Regions from separate parts of the Bos taurus genome. Here region 2 is linked to region 1. The links are chromatin contacts, called in public Hi-C maps. All regions are on one chromosome and are shown on one strand. Each heading gives the region's core, a stretch centred on a gene start, on an enhancer-like site or on the middle of the called end of the contact. The rest is flanking DNA. Distances are from core to core; before and after follow the strand shown.

Evidence for each region. Hi-C and Micro-C count contacts between places; a contact is called where the count stands out from the background.
Region 2: a contact with region 1 is called in a Hi-C map of liver, with 2.5 times the contacts expected there. The contact joins the enhancer-like site here to the promoter of SP9 in region 1. A contact is called at or near these places in 3 of 11 Hi-C or Micro-C datasets (blastocyst, liver and skeletal muscle).

Annotation. Positions count from the first base shown.
Region 1 is chr2:22,449,167-22,456,250 of ARS-UCD2.0, forward strand. SP9 (Sp9 transcription factor) reads right to left here and starts at 2,410. Exons shown (of 2, transcript NM_001205839.1): 1 at 2,390-2,410; 2 at 1-1,381. The coding sequence starts at 2,410. It overlaps LOC132342957 (a long non-coding RNA gene), which reads left to right and starts at 1,246. Exons shown (of 3, transcript XR_009491534.1): 1 at 1,246-1,334; 2 at 1,679-1,814; 3 at 1,908-2,390.
Region 2 is chr2:23,308,517-23,315,600 of ARS-UCD2.0, forward strand. No RefSeq gene overlaps it. Among named protein-coding and RNA genes, the nearest start is that of CDCA7, 42 kb to the right of the region's middle. Within about 2 kb of position 4,280, at least 16 of the 102 cell types and tissues checked have an H3K27ac peak or open chromatin away from gene starts, as enhancers often do. A contact at or near this core is called in liver, where this site is marked.

The sequences.
Region 1 (7,084 bases), core at 1,160-3,659:
AGGCTGCCGCCGCAGCCGCCGCCGCCGCCGCCGCAGCCGCCCGGGCCGCACTGACGCCGGAGTCGTGCAGGATGAGGTCAGGGGACTCGGAGCGGGGCGTCTCCAGGTTGCTGGCGTCCGTGTCACTGTCGCTGCCCTTTTTGCCCCCGCCGCCCCCGTTGTGCGTCTTAATGTGTTTGCTCAGGTGGTCGCTGCGCATGAAGCGCTTGTTGCACACTGGACAGGCGAAGCGCTTCTCGCCCGTGTGAGTCCGCAGGTGCCGCTGCAGCTCGTCCGAGCGCGTGAAGCGCTTGCCGCAGAAGAGCCAGTTGCACACGAAGGGCCGCTCTCCCGTGTGCCAGCGCAGGTGCGCCTTCAGGTGCGACGTCTTGCCGTACACTTTGCCGCAGCCCGGGATGTGGCAGCTGTGCAGGCCCTTGCGCCGCAGGCTCGCCCCGGCCGGGCCCAGCCGCTCCGCCTCCTGGCAGTTGGGGCAGTCGCAGGTGGCGCGGCCGGAGTAGCGGCGGGCCGAGCGCGCCGAGCTCCCCCCGGCGGCGGCGGCCGCGGCGCCCGAGATCATGGCGCTGGCTGCGGCGGCCGCCACTGCGGCGCTGGAGTCCGAGTAGGAGGGCAGCACCGGCTTGAAGCCGTCCTGGGCCAGCAGGTGCTGGCTGGTGGAGAGCAAGTGCGAGGCGGCGGCGGCCGAGGAGCCGAGGCCCGTGGAGCTGAAGGCCGAGTGCGTGAGCGAGCTGAAGTCGGGGTTGTAGGTGCCGAGCTGCGAGTGCAGCGAGGCTTGGGGGGCGCCCGAGTGCAGCGAGCTCTGGAGCCCCCCAGCGGGGTTCTGCACCTCCAGCCACGAGCCCGGGCTGCTGTGCACGTCCCACCACGACGACGCAGCACCGTTGGTCACCTCGCCCGCCGCCAGCGTCGAGTGGAAGCCTGACTTGTACCACGACTCGTACGGGTGCGCCATGCCCACGCGCGGGTACAGGCCGTCGGCCGCCGTCGTGTGCACCTTGGAGATGAAGGCCGATTGGCCTCCCGCCTCCTGCGGGGACACTCCGGCCGCTGCCGCCGCGGCCGCCGCTGAGTTGGAGAAGAGGCCGCCGTAGTCGCTGCTGAAAGCGGACGACGTAGGGGACGTGGAGGCCAAGCAGAAGGCGCTGTTGGCTGCGCCCGAGCCTCCCGCCAGGCCGCCCGAGCCGCGGCCGCCGGTGGCCACTGCGAAGCCCGAGAGGCTGGACCCGAGGTTGCAGCTGGACGAGGAGCGCTTCCAGGGATGGAAGCCGCCCTTGGCAAAGGCGCTCGACTCCGGCAGCGTCGTCAGCGGGCTCGTGTTGCCGATCTTGTTACAGGTCGCCGCCAGCATGGCCAACGGGGTCGTTCCGAAGCGCGGTTCTTCCTAGAGTGGGTGGGGTGAGGGAGGGAGCAAGGAGGAGGAGGGCAGGAACAAGTGGGAGGAAGACACAAAGTGCACCCGTGAGCAGCCCCGTCCCCCAGCCGCTGGTCCCGAGGCGGGGGGCGGGGGGTCGTGGCCCCCCGACTCGCGCCTCCTCCCGGTGAGCTCGCGGAGGATGCGCCGCGCCCCGCCGCGCCCCACGCGGGACAGAGGGAATCCCAAGAGAGAGGGTCCCGGAGCTGTAAAGTTGTTCTTCGGTGGGGCTACAAATCAAAGATGTGTCGGTTCTCCCCGCCTCAGTCGCTGCATATCCTGCCCCAAACTGGACTCAAGTCGCTCGCCTTCCGCTCGCCACAAGCCCGCTCCTCTCAAAGAAGCCCCCAAGTCGCCCTTCGGGATGAAGCGCGGAGGTAAACACATCGGCAACAAACACCAGGTGAGGGCAGAGGCGGCTGAAACAGCGACCGAGGGTGGGGGAAGCTTGGGGCACTCCTCCCAAGGGTGACTACGACTTGATTCTTTTTAATAGAAAACGTTTTAAATGTTTACATACACACACACACACGAAGACAAGAATCCGAGCAGAAGCGACCCCCGCGATGGATTTCAGTCATAAACGAACTAGGAAGCCGCAGAAGTGTAAATGTTAACGTGACTACATGGTCTGCAAAACGATTAAGACTGTTTTCTGGAAACACCGCTGTCGCGTAATTGCAACAATCCCCTAAGCAAGGAGGGGGGGGGGAGGATGGGATATAAATCACGCAGGGGGAAAAAAGGAACCTCTAAAACCGAATATTGAAAGGACTTGCTTGACAAATCCTTTTCTTTCAAAGGCACCTCCTGGGTTCCAATAATTTGGAAAGAATCAATCCCAGAAATGTGGAAAGTGCTCAAAGAAGCTGAGGCTGCAGTCGGGCAGCAACAGTTTCTCCAGAGCCGCCGACCTGGAGAAGCCATAACGAAAAATTACTCCTGTTAAAACAAGCAAATACCGCACTTTCGACTTACCCCAAGTATAGACGTGGCCATAGCAGGTCCCTGGGTGGCGTGGCGGGGCCTGGAGCGAGGCTGAGCCTGGCGGCTGCTCGGTAAAACTATTCGGGTTCCGCGCGGCTCCCGTGTCCCCGCGCCCGCGCCGAGCGGACTCCGGGCTCCCGCCGGCTAAACTCAGCCTAAGTGCGAGGAGCACCCGCTTTGAAGTGCCGCTGGCTGCGCTTCTTACCCAATGAGGGCGCAGGCAGAGCAGACGGGAGCTGCCCAGCAGCCAATCAGACGCGCCGAGGGGCCCAAGCCCGGGCTCCCGGCGCGTGCCAGTCACTGCGGCTAGCGGGGTGGGGGGCGGGGGCGGTCGCCGACTGGTGACTGAAGAAATTACAGCACAATTAAAAATTTACACACACTCACCAAGCCAGGTTTAAGTATCGCTGAGACCGAGTCACAAGCTTCCCCACCACTACCCCCCCTCGCGACCTCCCTGAGAAGATGCAAGTTAGGACTGACAGTCCTCGACTCTCCACTTGTGGGAAAGGAGACAGGAGGGGAGGGGGCGCCGAGGCGGAGGCCACACGAGCAAGGCCCAAGTAGAGATGAAAATGTCAACGCTCACTTTGTGTATCCAGGCTCTCGCCTGCGGAGCACAACTTCAGCTGGAATCCATCATTCTCGCTCGCGATTGTATCATTGTCACTTGTCTACCTGATTCCAGATTCCCAATGGATTCAGTTTTACTCTGAGTCACATTGAGGAGAAGGGGTGAAGGGACGGCTCCTCCGAAAGGAGAGAAATAGGCCTCTTCGTCCAGGTCTACACCCACAGACTTGGGAGATTGCCGCATCCCGCCATTTCCCCTAGCGGTCTATGTGACTTCCTAATTGTCGCTCTGGCCTCTGACCCAGTGGGTAATACAAGTGCCACTCACACCCGAAGCTTCAAGTGGTAATTGAGGGCACCCTTTGTACCGTTTGCCAGTGCCTAGATACCAGGTTAACCCAGTTGTCAAATATGACTAAACAGTGGGACGTGCTGATTATCTGCCGGGTTTCGCTGGGGGCTGGCATGGGGGTGGGAGACATCAGCCCATACAACACGCTGCACGAAGCCGCTTATTTTCACAATGCAACGACTTTGGAAACAGAGATCGGCGCGAGCCGCGTCCGCCCCCACCGCCACCCCCGCTGAAGCTGCAGCTTGCTCGGCTGTTTGTTTAACCCGGTGAAGATTTGCATGTCACGTTTCAGCCCAGAATCGAGTTTCTTGCCCTAGCTCCAACCCACTCACACTCCAGGCTGCCTGGGCCTACAGGCTCCTCTGAAGGACAAGGACTCCGGTTTGAGGGGTGGGCTTGCCCCTAGCTCCCTGCTTTCCTGGACGTGCTCAGGGAGCTTCTCCCCCGGACCTCTGTCCGTGAGTACCAGGGACGAGGCCACACGTGGGCGCCTCCACATTTTGCAAGCTGGAAGCATCTTAAAGTCCTCTTCGGATCCTGTCGTGTGATAAGACACGTCCTCAGACAGACAACTGACTACGCTTCTGGAACCCCTTAGTCGCTGAGGTGTTTTTCTTCTTTCTGGGTCTCCCCTTTTTCTTCAGGGTAGTCAGGAGCAGCTTTTGAATCAGAAATATCAGTGCCCTCGACAGACATGGGTACTGGTTTTAGTGTACCACATTTCCCCCTGAAAACCCACATCCTGCTCTAAAAGACATTTTAAACCACGAACCTCAACAGCTTGGGTGCAAAAGACGAGTTGTTGCGGAGGGGGAGCATACAGTACCTCTTGACCCAAAAAGTGCGACCACCGTGGCTCATCTCTTGGCCCTGAGCGGAGCCTGCGTGCATCCTGGTGCACTCCGTAGGTGGAGAAGAGTATATGGGTTGCTTTCTTTGCTTTTCGTTAGAGTATCTTGGCTCAAATGCTCTCCGCCCCCCCACTTTGGTCTAAGGTGGCGGAAAGGCCGAGTAAAGTACGACAGAGAAAGAGGAGAGAAGGGAGAGAGAGTGAGAAGACCCGCGCGGCTCTAATGAAGGTTTGTGTCCTGGGGATTGTAGTAGAAATTGGCAGGGGAGAGGGGGAAGGGGGAGTGTGAAAAGCCCCAGGGACTCGGCGTGGAGGGTTGAGGTGGCATCCTAGCAGCCTGGAAGAACCAGAAAGCCCGGCAGGGGGACCCGGGAGCCCTTCCCAACAGGTGACTTCTGCCCTGGGAGAGCAGACTGGTGTTCGGCTTCCCGTAGAGTCTTCGCGTCGATTTACTAATAGAGGGATTGTTAAGTGGCAGCGAGGCGTTGCCGACTCACCCAGTGCAGCCCGGGGAGGAGAAGCGCGGAGGTTCCCCTCAGCCACCTCCTCCCCCACCCCCAACACACCCTCTCTTTAAGGAAACCTGACAAAGTAATAAGACAATCCAAAAAGCCACTTAGCACTGGTGACATTTTCAAGTCAACCATTTAAAACAATTCACGCTGGTACCTCGGGCTCCCGGCGCCCGGGTTGCCTTCCTCTTCTCCTTTTCCTCTTCCTCCCTTCTTCTCCCCTCCCCCTCCCTGCGTTTTCAGCGTAGTTCCAGCTGTCAGACTCTACGTGGGCACTCGGATATTTCTTTAGATACACATCACCGGATCACAATAAAAGTTAGAAAATCTTCCAGATGATCGCAGGGCAGACGCCCTGGGTACTTCAACTTTAAGGTGGGGTGCCCAAGGAAATCTTTCAGAAGTCCAGTTTTGTTTTGTTTTTTTCCCCGTGTGACAGATTTTTTTTCTTCCTCTAAAAAATCTAGTTTTTAAACAAAGATCAATGTGTTATGCTGAAGTGTTGAGCTGACTGTTAAAACATTTGGGGAAATAATGACAATGTAACAAAGGCCTGGTTTGGAGTGAATCATCACCCTTTTAAAAGTTAAAGCAATTTTCAGGAGAATAGCTTTCAGCAAACGCTTTACATTATTCAAAACGGCCAAATAATGCTCTATTATAGCGCCTGAATGCTGCCAGTCAGCCCCTAAGTGCAATTTGTGCAAAGGCCCCGGTGCCTTATCTCCACTTCTTTATAAAGAGGTGAATATAAAACAATTTCTTCCAAACCCAGACAGAGAGCACGAAAATTGCTTCCCTTTCTGCAATCAGGGCAATTTAACTGGAGTGCAATTAGCACTATTAAATGTCGATTCTGCATAAACAAATCTGACTGAGCAGCGAAAGTGGGGTGAGAACCTCATATACACTGAAACTGATTTTTTAAAATTATGTATCCGGGTCCTTTACAATTGATCCGTGACGTTTTCATCTTGGAATATATTTACATGGTAAATACACTATGGTTAAATCAACATAATTTTTTTTTGCAAAATAAAATTTCAATAAGAATCCTAATAAAGAAGAATAGGGTAATTAAAGGGAAGAGTTCACTTCCTTTGAACAAATATTGTTTCCCCCATCTTGCCTCTCCCGAGAGCTTCGATCTGAGCAACTGCTCAAGTTGCTGCGTTGAGGAGGCAAAGCCAGGGAAACAATTCCGTCATTAGCGCGGATCCGAAGGATTGGAGCTGCTACGCCACAGGGAGAAAAAAAAAAAAAAAAAGATGCTTCTCCTTGATGCAGCGGGAGACGGGAGAGGACCAGTTATCTTCTGAATAACTCGAAATATTAGGTGGCTGCCCAGTCTCGCAAGAGCTTTGGCCAGTCGCAGAGTTGAGCTGCGAATATATGGCACAGGCATGGGGTGGGGTGAGGTGAGGTGGAGTTGGGGGGACTTGAGGATGTGGGCAGGAGCGGAGGTGTCGGGAGAGGAGGAACAGAAGGTTCTCGCCTGGGCCCTGCTGGCTGCTGTCAAAGCCTCGGCCACCCAGACCAGGATGCCCAGGGGCGAGGAGAGGACCAGGAGAGGGGCCCTAAAAAAGGCATTTATCTGACCTGTCCTCCTCTCGCATGCCTTTATTTATTTGCTTAGCCACCAGGCTCCCTTTCTGAATAATACGCACAATTAATTATGCTTTTCATTTGCATGATCTACACTACAGCAGTGATTATCAGGTCAGCACGGTGTGGGAGTTGGGGAGATACATTAATAACGAGTTAAAAAACAAAACAAACAACGACAAAAAAAACCCACATACAGGGAAAGCTGCCCTTGTGTACCACAGGGGCTGAAGAAGCCAGTACAGAGGTAAGGTTGTTGAGTCCAATGAAGCTTTTCCTCAGTTGGAGTTTGTCAATAGTGGGTGACAGTTAAATGCAGCTTTTAATTAGAAGGGAATCTTTTATCATGGACACAGATCTATATTTTTAAAAGCATCAGCCTTGAGATCAACTGGATGGAGAAAATTAACTGAAAATTAAGAAACTCTACCACAACTTCCACTGAGTTTTCACTTAATATTTGTTCTATAACACCCTCATTCCATCCCAACCCTTGCAAATAAAAGAAGCAGAAAGGCTCAAGAGGCCACTGGAACTTTCATCTTTTCTCTACCTCGGAAGTGTAACTGCTTTTTAGAGATGGGAGGAGATGCAAATCCTTTTTGTCTCTAAGATCTACTGGAGAATCTGAAAACCCTTAGTCTATTAAGGACACTCCACACCTTTGCCACACAACTAATTTTCTGCTGCTAGATGTATCTGGGCCATATATTTTAAGCCTGCCTTGATCTGTTTATCTGAGCCAAAAATGCATGAACAATTAAATGAAAGACTCTGGTGTGTCAAAGGAA
Region 2 (7,084 bases), core at 3,030-5,529, 860 kb after region 1:
ATATGCTTCTCAAGCTATCATAAGTATTAAATGAATGCTCTAGACTGAATGTTTAGTGAAAGTATTAGTCGCTCAGTCATATCTGACTCTTTGTGACCCCATGGACTGAAGCTGCCAGGCTTCTTTGTCCATGGACTTCTCCAGGCAAGAATACTGAAGTGGGTTGCCATTCCCTTCTCCTGGGGATTTCCCAACCCAGTGAAGAAACCAGGTCTCCAGCACTGCAGGAAGATTCTTTGCCATCTGCGTCACCAGGGAAGCCCAGACTGAAAGTTTGTTTCCCCCTCTAAATTCACACGTTAAAGCCTAACTTCCAATACGATGGTATTTGGAAGTGGGGCCTTTGATGCTATTAGGTCATGAGGGTGGAGCCTCATGAACGGGCTTCTTCTTGTCATTAAGATGCTAAGTCGTGTCCGACTCTTTTGTGAACCCATGGACTGTAGCCACCAGGTTCCTCTGACCATGGGATTTCCCATGGACAAGAATACTGGAGTGGGTTGCCATTTCCTTCCCTAGGGGATCTTACCAACACAGGGATGGAACCTAAGTCTCCTGCATTGGCAGGTGGATTCTTTACCACTGAGCCACAAGGGAAGCCCCATAAAGCAGATTAGTGCCCTTTAAAAAGGACCCCAGACAGCTCTCTTCCCCCTTGCACCGTGTGAGCATGCAGCGAGAAGGCAGCCTTTACAAACCAGGAAACATCCTCTCACCAGACACTGAATCTGCTAGTGCCTTGATCTTGGACTTCCCAGCCTCCAGAACTATGAGGAATGAGCGTTTGTTGTTGACACACCAAGCTGGTATTAGCAGGGTATTAGCAAGTCTCTGGCGTGAGCAGCCCAAGTGGACTAAGACAACAAGGGAAATTATGTACAGTTCCTCGCACACAGGGAGCACTGAATCCCCATCATCACCGCTGTCCACTTGTATGTGATGGGCAGACTGACTTTCAGCCCCAGGTTTCCAGACTGAACGCTTGCCCTCTACATCTCATGACAGGCTCTGGCGATAAGAGACATACCTGCCAATAACCACAGTACAAGGCGAAACACAGCAAGGGCGGGTCAGAGGGACACGATTCCAGGCCTGCCACCTCTTCCTCCCTCTTGGCGCCAATCACCTGGATGTTCCACAGCTCAGCTGACACTGTGTGTGGAAACATTCTGTGGACGCTAAAGCCGTGGTGCGTGGACTCTCCTGGCAATCCAGCAGTTAAGACTCTGTCTTCTCAGTGCAGGGGGCCCAGGTTCGATTCCTGGTCTGGGAACTAGATCCCACATGCCGCAACTAAGAGTTCTCATCACACGACTGGAAGATCCTGCATCCCACAATGAAGACCTGGAGCAGCCAAATAAAGAAAATAAAATGAAATAAAAATACACAAATAAAACTTTTGTGCAAAGGTTACAAATTGGGATATATGGGAAAGACCAGACGTGTTAGGCTTTGTGAAGGACTGCTGGATATTCCAGATCTATTTTTCATGCAAGGACACACTTGAAAGGGACCCCACTGTAAAGGCTCATCAGCCCCCACCATAATTAGGCAATAACTTTGCAGCAGGGAACACCTAAGTTGGGTTCCAGAATAGTGGGGGGTAGCGGCTCCAGAAGGTGGGCAACGATGCCAGGAGGGGAGCCGTGAGAAAGGCAGAGACAGGCACCCACGACCATGTCACTAATTTCCTTGAGGGGCTTTCTGAAGAGGCCCAGACCCCACAGCTCCACAAATCCTCTTCTGGGCCACCTGGGGTGGTGGTGCCATCTGTGGCTTCATCAAACTGACTGAAACCCTCATAATTAGCCACAAACTAGTAAAACAGAAAGCCAGGGAAAAGACCACATCAGTGGAAGTTGCCTTAGGAGAGTGAATTCAGACCACCCAGAAAGGCACTTAATTCTTTGGAGTTCAACAAGTCTTAGAGTACAACATTATCAACAACCAATGGTGAGAAGTAAACCCCAAATCAGACTCTCTAATTCTGAAACTAACAAAAACCCACTGAAACAACGAGAGTAGACATAACAGATAGTTATGAGCACTTAACGCACAACATAACCATTGGCTCTAAAACATGGTTTAATACTCTGAGGTGCAGAGACCTGTTGTCTGAAGGATTCCCTAGATTCTGCTGTGATGCGCTGTGATTGGCTGAGTGGTGTTTATAGAAGTACCACAGGCAAGGAAAAGAGTGTTAGGGTGTAGCCCCTGCTCTCATGAGGCTTACATCCTACTTAGGAATTCACAGAAAATCACAGCAACAAGGCAGGATGTAATAAGCGCCAAGCTGTGTGATCCAACTGTAACAGTTTAGCAACTGGCAGCTATCAGTGAAGGACGCACATATGAGCAAAGTCTCCAGAGACCAGCCTGAACTCGAGCCAGAGCTTAGAAGAGAAGACTTTCCACTTGGTAAGAATCAGCGCCTGGCCCAGAGTAGGTGCTTAATCAATACCTGCTGGACTTGTTCAACACTGCTGATCAAGGATTTGTAGATGGGCATGCGCAAGATGGATGTCCAATAACATACCACAAACCCCATGTTTCCCTACCTGGCTTCTGATACACCTCATCTACATTCCCAAGGAAAGGAATCCAAGCTAATACCATTTCTACTTCTAAGTGAAGGAGAAGCAGGGACTAGGGGAAAGAGCAGAAATGCATTTCTAGCCCAGAGACCCTGATACTCCAATCACTGTTCCTTCAGCTCTTTTAGCAAAACTTTCCGCTGTATGTTTTCCAACTTACACTGTTTCATTAACACCAGTCCCTAACCACCAGCAGCAGGCATTCTAGTTCGTGCTGTTGCTCAGAGGAGCCTGTATGTCCTTGCAACCTGTGGAATCACTGCTAAGATTCCAGATAAACGTCCTGAACAAATAAAATTCATTCATTATGTGAATTAAATCAAAATATAACCCTTGCAGTTTTGCACATGGAAAGTAAAGAGAACAATGCATGCAAGCTATTCCACAGGTTAAGCAAAGCAGATAAAAACACAGAAGTAGCCACAGGACTAGTGTGGTTTATAAACCAAATACAGAGAGAGAGGAATATTGCCTCTTACTGTTGTATGGCTTTTGTCAATCTTGTCTGTTCACAGACAAAAGTGCATAACTCTTTCCACTTAAACATGTGATCAGTTTCCACAGGTTTTAGGAGCTCTGAATGTATCTGAATGTCCAGGATTCACATCGCCTCTGGGACCGTATGCGTGTGTAGAAATGAAGAAATCATCACTTTACAGAAGAGGAAACTGAGACCCAGAGAGGCTAAGATGACTCATGGAAAATCACAACAGTTAGGTTCAAAGCCAACCTGCAGAAACACACGTTTCTTCACCCCTAGAACGTGGCTCTTTTATCCATACTCAGCATTTCTCAAAGTATGCTCCACAGAACACAAGGGCCTGCGTTATAGGTACTCTCTGGAGCAAGGAAAAAATATTTCATGGTCAGATCAATTAAGTTGGGCTAAAGAAAATTAAGTGGATTTTTTCACTTGTTCATCTGAACTTGGAACAAACTGTCTTGTCAGGAGAGGTCGTGGAGAGGGGAACGCATGGATGGTGGTACAGCCTTTCTCATACTCATACAGGCAGAAGATTTTTGTCCCCCTAATACCCAGAAACTCCCTAGGGACAGCAGTGTTCCCCAGGACACAGCTTGGAACAAGGTGCTGGAGTCGGGCTGCTTCTCAGATATTTCCTGGGCTGGAATGGTTTTTATATTACCTGTCTGTGTTTAGTGGGGCTGCCGTCCTCTCTCTGCAGAACCTTCTACAACAAGCACCAAAGACATGATACCTGCAGACTTTTGTACAGCTGAAGGCTTCTTTGTACCTTCTGCCTAAAAAAAGCGAGAGCAGCAGGGTCCCAGCGGTGACCCAGAGCTGATGGATGGCCTCCAGAAATCCAGTTCACCCCAACCACTGGCAGTTTGCCCAACCCGGAAGACTACACCTGCAAAATGCGTCCTGTCACATCGCGGTCCTGGCCCCGAGAAACAGAGTTGTGCCCAGGGGCAGAGGAAGAGAAAGAAGGAGGAAGAGGCTTTTTCTCTGCTGTCTTTGGAAGGCTTTGGTCACTTGCTCTTAAAATGCCTGTTTTAGCTCTGTTGCTAGAAAGGCATTAACTGCTCTCCTCATCCAGGGGCCGTGCGAGGGTAGACCCCTGTTTCTGGTTAAGGGACGTCACCGTGGGTGTTGTATACCGACCTCTGCGGTCACACAGTGCTCACCTCCTAGGAAAGATCTAGGTAGACTCGGTGAGAAGTCCCGGAACACAGACGGGTTTCCGGAGCTAGAGCTCCCCCTGCTGGCAGTCAGGGCGTTTCGTAACGCCGCTCGGAATTCTTTCTTTCCTGTGAGTGCGGAAGCCCTGATTGAGGAGGGAGCTTTCAGTCAGCCACTTCTCTGCTCCTGTAGTGGCTTCTCCCAAGGACTTGAGCTGACGTCGGTGTTCAGCCATTTGTGATTCTTCCTTCCCCTCGGCTATCTCCCTTTTTCTGAAAATGCTCCAGTTTGCCCAGCCCGGATCGAACTGGACTCTTCCGAACTGGGAATTTAGGTTTGGAGAATTTCTCGAATTGAAACAAGGTCCTTGTAGGACACATTTCTCACTAGTAAGATTACATTTTCAAATATCAGACGCTTTGCATTGACCATCTAGACGGAAGAAGGAAAGAGAAAGGGAGGGAGGGAGGGAGGCAAGACGAGAAAGAAAAAACAGACCTGCTTTACTATCATGGGGAAAAGACATGTCTCCAAAAAATGTTTCCCTTAATTGGGATCCGGGGGGTGAAGGGTGAAAACATACCTCAAGAAAGTTGCCCTTAGGAGTGAAGTCTACTGTACAAACGTTGGGAATCCGGTTTCACTCTGCTCTGATTGCTAAGCCTTCGCTTGCTATAGGACCCCGTGGTTTCTGTCGAGTAGAAGAATGAACAGTAAACCTTCCCTCATTTCTAACTTCATCTTCAGACATCAGGCTCTCCAGGATCCCTGGTGGCTGAGAAACTTGCTGTCCCTGTTTGGGGAATGCATCCTAGATAAAGCTTTCATCGATGCCATCCTATTTTAAGTTGAGAACTATTTTTATTTTTCAGATAGAAAGATGAAGGGAAGGAATAGAACTGAGACAGTCTGAAATGGATCTCTGGTTTTATGATGCAGGATAGGGGTAAGGGTTTCTGCTGGCTCTTTTTTTTCACTCAGACAATGGCTCATTAGGATCCACTGGCACAGAATTTGGAGGCTCCTTACAACCTAAGAATTAGAGAGGATATGTGCTGTTTCCTTCCTCTAAAAGTAGAATGGCGCCCATTTGCAAGCTCACTGAAAATAAGAAATGGAAAGACACCAAATGCAAAAATCGAAATAAAGGCATAGCTCCTTCAACCCACTGAATAATTATTCAGATTTATAAAAAATGAATAATAAGGGAGCAAATCTTCATTTTACAGAAGGATGCACCATGGGATTTCTTTACATTTCAAGTTCCCCTGATGCATAAAACATATGATTAGATTTACAAAACTTGATTTACACAGTTTTTTAGGAAAACATCTTTGCGGAAAGATTAGGTGTGATTAGATGCAAGAGCTCTTCTCTCAGGAGGGAAAACAAATGAGCTTAGCTAACAGGAGATGGCAGAGTTAACGACCAAAAACTCTTCATGCCATTTGGGAGGGCTGATTTCAATTCCGTGGCATTCTTAGAGATTTCTTAGGCAACTCCGAATGACTGCTTACAGAGATGAGAATAGAGCTCCTCTACTGGCCTGCCCCACACACTCGGTGGGGCTCAGTCTTTTCTGAACTCATGTGTTCTAGAAAAGTCTGAGCATGGCAGGTGAGAAATCGTGGTGTGGGGCCCTCTGTGAGGCAAAACACTGTTAGGAAAGAGAGACACAGAGAAACAGACCGAAGCCCCATGTGTTACTGAGAGCGTTTGGCTGAAGCGAAAAGAAGTGTGTTATTCTAAATGAATCGATTTGTTCCAGGGAGGTCCTAGAAGACTCTCAGGGCCTGCAGAATACAGCTGGATTTTCCAGTTTCAACTTCCATTATTTCCAAAGACCTGTCTTCCCACGAAGTTCAGCCATGTACCAGGCACACAGTGTGGCCAGATAGTGACGTGCAGGCTAAGCTCTCATCTAGTTTCCTGATGGTCAGAACCTACATCACTTTTAGATTCAGGAAAACTGGCCATTCTAACCTTAAAGGAAAACCAAGATTCAATTCACATACTCTCTTTCCTGATAAAGAAATACTACCATGATCCATTGTGAAGTATCTAGGAATTTCTGTCACACTGTGGTCCAATCCCTGATCTGGCTTTAGCCTTCTGATCTGAGGAGCCATGAGAATCAATATCCGAGTTCCTCTCAACAGCTGCACTTTAGGATGGTTAGGAAAGGGAATGTTCTTTCTCTCTTCTCTCTCTTGGACTCAAAACCACAATAACACTGAAAACCAGTGCAGACGTCCACTTCGTTAGCTTCCATCATGCTACAGTATTTGTTTATGATTTTATGCCTGTTCTGATAATGTAGCACATTTACTGCTCATGAATATTTGATACTGAATTAAACCATTTGTCACTCGGTTATATAAAGAACACAATTCAGTTCACCGCAAACCATTTGAAAGAGAACTCATTATTATGATATCACAATTTTATTTTATTTTATTGGAGTGTTTTGATTGTTAAATAGACAATACATGTCTTTCTCTCTCTTTTAATTTTTCTTGTCTAAAAGATGAAACCCTGCCTTTACTTTGCAAACTACATTACTTGATTTCCTTTAAATAGAGAAAAGTCATTTTCTATAATATTAAATTGTTTAATTTGGGACAAATGGAATAATAATGTTTTGCTACAAGACAGAGTTTCAAAAAAGAGAGGGAACGTTTGCCTCTCCCCACTTTAAAAAAAAAAAAAAAGGCCGTGTTAGTATCTCATAACAATTCAGCTAAAAGAACCAGCAACAGCCTGGTTAGAATGAAGAATTTGTAACTGTATTCTGTGCACATTGTTTTAATGATACAGAGTCATTTAGGCGTGCACAGACACATTA